Regions from separate parts of the Mus musculus genome. Here region 1 is linked to region 2. Evidence: chromatin contacts called from public HiChIP or PLAC-seq data. All regions are on one chromosome and are shown on one strand. The core of a region is the stretch at or near the end of the contact, and the rest is flanking DNA. Distances in the headings are between cores, read along the strand shown.

Region 1 (3,014 bases), core at 15-2,514, 110 kb after region 2:
GGGGCGGGTGGGGTTGAGGGTGGGGCGTTTGTTAAATGTTAACAGTTCTTCCTAGGCCGTTCAGAGGTGGGTGTTCTTTCCTATCTCTTCTTTTCAAATGGATCTAAAGAATTTACTGGTGTTGCGCAATGGGTAACCACAGGTCAAAGCCTGCCTCACGATCCTTCCCCCAACCCACACGTCCTCCCAAGTTAGGACGACGTGGTTAACATTTTTCAGATATAGATTTTTTTCCCTAGCACTGAACATGTTCTTTTGCAAAATAATGCAAGGCACAGACTAAAAAGAGACAATGGGAAGCCACAGCCACACGCATTTCAAGTTGTACTTTACAAAAAGAAATCTCGAAAGAGTCCTTTCAACTTTTATAATTTGTGCACTTTGGGTGGTGGTAGTGCAGACCTTTAATCCTGGCAATGTGGAGGCAGAGGCAGGAGGATCCCTGTGAGTTTGAGACCCGACTGGTCTACACAGCTAGTTCTAGAACAGCCAAGGCTACACAGAGAAACAGTGTCTCACACCCCCCCCACCAAAAACAAAACAAAACAAAACTGTGCGCTACGATTTCTTTACAAAATTTTGTAGGTAACTAAATAGTATGTGGAGTGCTGCTAGATTTAAGAAAAAAAAAAAAAAAAAAAAAAAAAGGGTGGGGTGGGGAGAAGGACTAAAGCTGGGAGTGGTGGTCCACCCATTTAACCCAGAAGGCGGCAGAGGCACAGCTAAGGCTGCTGCACAGAGAAACCCGGTCTCAAAACAAAAACAAAGGGGGCGGAGGTGGTCCTGTAAATTCTCACGGTGAACTTCAATTCTATATTTAGCCAGTCATTAAAAAGCAAACCAAACCAAGCCATCAGCATGCCTGTGGTACTGCGTACTTCAGTACTCACACTGCTAACTGAAATTGCAGTGGAACTGGGTATCCTACTTATTTGCTGAATATGGCTACCTCGCTCAGGCAGGAGGAGCAGGTGCCTTTGTCTTTGAGTCACAGGCAACAGGTATGCATTCAAATAGGCTGGTAGAGAAAACCAAGGAAAGTGTAATTTGCTCAGTGCAACAGTAGCTAGTGAGTTAAAAACACGCAGAGCGTTTTTATTTTTTAGAAACAGAACCCTTCTAGTTTCACATGTGCAGTCCTAAAGCCCATCCCGGGCTCGGAAACCAGGTAGGGCAGCTTGGGTCGCCAGCCTTCCCTGCCGGTTTCCCAGTAAGCTGGCTCCGCCTAGTTGCAGCTCCGCGGTACCCGCCGGAGCCAAGCCGGAAGTTGCTCAGGCTGCCTCTGCTGCTCAAGGTAAGAGCCCGTTCTGTTTAGTTTTCTGTGTCAAGACTCTTGGTAAAGCTTATAAAAATCAGAGCTAGCTGGGCGACGGCGGCGAGAGCAGGCACCTTGCGTGGTCTGGCAGTCAGGAGGCTGGAGGAGGGCTGCGCTCGCCGGCAGGGTTGTCTTGATCTGTCTAGCGATTTAGTTTCCCAATATGCCTCGTGACTTTGACTAAAGAGCCCTAATCCCCAAAATGGGGTAGTTGTAAGGACAGACGAGCATGAGGGCCCGAAAAGTATTGACTTTAATTTGTGCTCCATAAGAAAAATTGAACAACGGAAACTTGACTTTTGCATTGAAACCTAATGTCATAGTTTGCCCATGTGCGAGTTACTCGTGTGTGTGTGTGTGTGTGTGTGTGTGTGTGTGTGTGTGTGTTCTTATGTCTGTGCATGTCCAGCAGCCTCTTCTCTTCTCCTTTCTTTTCTTTCCTTTCCTTTTTTTCTCTTCTCTTCTCTTCTCTTCTCTTCTCTTCTCTTCTCTTCTCTTCTCTTCTCTTCTCTTCTCTTTTCTCTTCTCTTCCTCCTCTTCTCGTCTCGTCTCGTCTCGCTCTTCTCTTCTCTTCTCTTCTCTTCTCTCCCTCTCCCTCTCCCTCTCCCTCTCCCTCTCCCTCTCCCTCTCCCTCGCTTTTCTTTCCTTTCCTTTTTTCTTTCCATAATGTCTAAGGTCAAAGGGAAAATTTCAACTAACAAATGTGCTTTCTGGAATTTCTCCTAACATAGCTAAACTTTAAACTTTCAGTTCAGCTACAGGTATGTAAGTCTGCAATGGTGGAGGAAAATGTGATACAAGTTTCTATTAGCTAATAGTACATTTCTAAGAAAAGAACACTTACTTCAGGTTGGTACAACTAGGCAAGATTCCAAGGAAAGAAGGCTATTTTATCCGGAGCCCTGGCTTAGGATCTCATTAAGTAGCCTTAGCTGTCCTGGAACTTTCTCTATAGAACAGGTTGGTCTCAAACTTACAGAGATCTGCTTGCCTCTGCCTTCTGACTACTATGATTAATAGTGTGTGCCTGGTTAGGTGTTTTATTTAATTCTTACAAAGTAGTTTTTTTTTTTTTTTTTTTTTTTTTTTTTAAACTGGTACTGCCTCCAAAAATAAGAAGCCTAAGTGAGAGTGAGAATAAATAATTTGCTCTGGGTCACAACAGTGGTCCCTGACAGGTGATAATGGGTAAATGGATCAAGGTAGGGGAGATGTTCAGAGAACCTGATGACCAGAGTGCAACCCTTAGGTTGTACATGATGGAAGGAGAGAACTGACTTCTGCTAGCTGTCCTCTGACCTCTACGGCATGCCGAGGCAAGTGCAATTTAAAAACAGAGGACCAATTCAAACACAGAAATACCGTACAGTTTAATGTCGTGGTCATAGAGGATAGTGGTTGAGGACATTTACACGGACATTGCAAATTGTAGGTGTTTTAAAACAAAAGTAAAAAAAGGGAAACATGACAGTGCTTGAAAAGAGGAGCCAAATCTAATTCTTGTGTGAGCAATTTAATGCACTTCTTTTTTTCTTTTCTTCTTTCTTTCTTTCTTTCTTTCTTTCTTTCTTTCTTTCTTTCTTTCCCTCTCTCTTTCTTCTTCCCCTCCCCTCCTCCCCTCCCTCCTTCTCTTTCTCTCTCTTTCTTTCTTTCTTTCTTTCTTTCTTTCTTTCTTTCTTTCTTTCTTTCTTTCTTTGAT
Region 2 (3,339 bases), core at 729-3,228:
CTAATCTGCAGCGTGAGCTCGCTCAGCGTCGGTACCTTACTTAATACCAAGTACAGGGGACGTTAACAATATGTTCAAGTATCCGCATGTTTTCTTCTCATTTACATCCCAGACTTTAATTTATACATAGGTAGGATATAAATGATACTAGAAGAGGGCCCCTGGAGGGAGGACGGGAAGGCAAGGCAAGGGAAGGCAAGAACAGTACCGGATATATGTAATGTGAGGGCAGAGTGAGGGTTGTCGGGTGGGAGGAAGATTGACAGGTAGCCAGGGAGCAGGGGGAGGAGCCTTCACAGAAATATGTATGAATAGTGTCATAATTAAACTTATTATTTTGTATGCTAATTAAAAAAATTAATAAAAATATTGAGGCATCTTGTCTTCAAGGAGCTTGTCTATATTGTATTTAAAGTCAACCATTTCAGTAGGCTTTCAATATGTGCACAACAATTAAAATGTCCAAACAGTTGTTTGAATTACGAAAAAGTAAAGATAAGGTTTTATTGACTACAGAGCAGAAAGGCATTATTTATGTAAATTATTTATTTTGTGGTGCCTACTGATCAAACCTTGGGCCTTATCTATACTGGGGAAGTATCCCACAATTTATACAACCTTAGTCCATGTAGGGTCATGTTTTAAATTTCTCTATGAAGCTATTTTAAAATTAAAATGAGGCCGGGCAGTGGTGGCACATGCCTTTAATCCCAGCACTTGGGAGGCAGAGGCAGGTGGATTTTTGAGTTGGAGGCCAGCCTGGTCTACAGAGTGAGTTCCAGGACAGCCAGAGCTACACAGAAAAAAAACCTGTCTCAAAAAAACTCAAAAAACCCAAAAAACCAAACAACAAACAACAACAACAACAACAACAACAACAACAACAACAACAACCAATAACAAAAAACAAAAACTAAAATGAGGGCTGGCGAGATGGCTCAGCGGGTAAGAGACTGCTCTTCCGAAGTTCCTAAGTTCAAATCCCAGCAACCATATGGTGGCTCACAATCACCCATAATGAGATCTGACGCCCTCTTCTGGTATGTCTGAAGACAGCTACAGTGTACTTATGTAAAATAATAAATAAATCTTTGGGCTGGAGCAAGCAGGGACTGAGCGAGCGGGGCCGACTGGAGCAAGCATAGGTCCTAAAAATTCAATTCCCAACAACCACATGAAGGCTCACAACCATCTGTACAGCTATAGTGTACTCATATACATAAAATAAATAAATAAATAAATAAATAAATAAATAAATCTATCTTTAAAAAAGTAAAATGAGTATACGGTCAGATTATAAATAACAGTTGAATAGATATTGCTATAATATGTAGAATTTAAAACAAAGTTATATACTGAGCAGTGTTATAAACATTGCCAACAGATGAGTTATGCATAGTAAGTAAGTAAGTACAATTTAACTAAATTGTAACTTTTAAGATGTTGTTTCATGACACAAAGTGGCCATATGAACCTTTATCATTAACTTTTAGTGAGATCAGCAAGTCTTCTGTTTGTTTTTGAGGGCTTAGAGTTTGAGACAGGGCCTGACTGTGCGCCCCTGGCTGCCCTGGAAATGTCTCAGTAGTCCAGGCTGGCTTTGAACTCACAGAGACCTTCCTTTGTGTGCCACCACACCTGAGCTGAACATGCAAACAGACAAAAAAATAACAAGTATCTGTAAACAAAATTTTGGGTATCAAGAACGAAATCAAGCCAAGCATGGTGGTATGTGTCTAATGCTAGGAGGTTGAGACAGGAGGGTCAGGAGTTCAAGGTCAGTGTCAGCTGTGTAAGACTCTGTCTCAATAAACAGAAACGAAATAGCAAGATCAGTATATAGAAAGGCCAGTTGACACAGGGGCAGTGGTGGCACATGACTTTAATCATAGCACTTGGAAGGCAGAGGCAGGCAGATCTCTAAGTTCAAGGCCAGCTTGGTCTACAGAGTGAGTTCCAGGAAGCTACAAAAACAAAAACCCAACCAAGAAAGAAAGAAGGCAGGCCATGTATAGCGGTACACGCCTTTAATTCCACCCCACTCTGGAGGCAGAGGCCGGCCTGGTCTGCAGTGGAAATCAGCACGTGATAAAGTATAAAAGCCTGGCTCAGATGGTAAGCACACTGGCTGCTCCCCCAGAGGATGAGGGTTCAATTCCCAGAATCCACATGTCTCACGACCACCGGTAGCTCCAGTTCCAGGGTATCTGATGCCCTCTTCTGGCCTCTGTGGGAACTGTATGCAAGTGGTGCAACAGAGCTACATGTAGGCAAAACATAAGAAAACAAAAACAAAAAACCCAGAAAGACCCTAGAAATTTAGGAAAAGGGTTATAAAAGTAAAGACATTTGCAAATGCAAATTGTAAGATAAAAAAACCACAGTTCTTTACTGATTTAGGCAGAAAGAGTGGTGCAATTGTCCAGGAAGGACGGAGACTTCTGGAAAAGAAGATCATTACAGCCACCACTACAAGTGGACACATATGCCTGCCACTTAAAATAGCACAAACAAGTGTAGGTTATCCAGGAGTATGGAAAAACTATCCACAAAAACAAAACATAAAGACTGTCCTTGAGGGCCTGGAAAGATGGCTCAGCAGTTACGAGCATGTGTTCTTCTTGCAGAAGACCTGGGTTCAATTCCAGCACTCACATGATGGTTCACAACTGTCTGTAACTCCAGTTCCAGGGGATCCATGCCCTCTTACTGCCTCCAAGGGCACCAGGCACACATGTGGCACAAAGAAATATATGAAGGCAGAACACTTATACACATAAATGAATATGGGGGTGTGGTGCTGAGGACAGAGCCCAGGGTCCTACATGTGGTAGGCATGCACTCTACCACTGAGCTACATCCTTCCAACTGCTCCTCACGAGGCGGGCTCTCATGTGGCCAGGCTGGTCTCAAACTTGTGAGACAGTGGAAGGCCATCATGGACTCTCAATTCTCCTGTTTCAACTATCCAGAGGCTGGGCTACAAGTATACGCCATCATGCTGGGCTCAAGAGCTATTTTAAAGATTTATTTATTTACTTTATGTATATGAGTACACTGTTGCTGTCTTCAGACACACCAGAAAGGGCATCAGACCCCATTACAGATGATTGTGAGCCACACTATGGTTGCTTGGTATTGAACTCAGGACCTCTGGAAGAGCAGTCAGTGCTCTTTACTGCTGAGTCATCTCTCTAGCCTAATACTAATAATACTAATCTATGTGGGTTAAACACAATTTCAACTGCCTTCTTCTTTTCCCTTTCCCCTTTCCCCTTTCCTTTCCTTTCCTTTCCTTTCCTTTCCTTTCCTTTCCTTTCCTTTCCTTTCCTTTCTCCT

What was found. HiChIP or PLAC-seq counts read pairs in DNA pulled down with a chosen protein or histone mark.
Region 1: an H3K27ac HiChIP or PLAC-seq map of embryonic stem cells shows a contact between it and region 2, with 14 read pairs. The contact joins the promoter of Frrs1 here to the enhancer-like site in region 2. A contact is called at or near these places in 1 of 39 promoter capture datasets (macrophages), 6 of 484 Hi-C or Micro-C datasets (CD8 T cells, the G1E-ER4 cell line, beige adipocytes and 3 more), 3 of 115 datasets of contacts at active chromatin or transcription factors (the 230-238 cell line, bone marrow-derived macrophages and embryonic stem cells) and 3 of 9 other capture datasets (adipose tissue, liver and pancreatic islet).

Annotation. Positions count from the first base shown.
Region 1 is chr3:116,860,416-116,863,429 of GRCm38.p6, forward strand. It overlaps Frrs1 (ferric-chelate reductase 1), which reads left to right and starts at 1,265. Exons shown (of 17, transcript NM_009146.3): 1 at 1,265-1,294.
Region 2 is chr3:116,746,808-116,750,146 of GRCm38.p6, forward strand. The region is part of intron 31 of Agl (amylo-1,6-glucosidase, 4-alpha-glucanotransferase); the gene reads right to left. Among named protein-coding and RNA genes, the nearest start is that of Slc35a3, 36 kb to the left of the region's middle. Within about 2 kb of position 1,979, at least 14 of the 459 cell types and tissues checked have an H3K27ac peak or open chromatin away from gene starts, as enhancers often do. A contact at or near this core is called in embryonic stem cells, where this site is marked.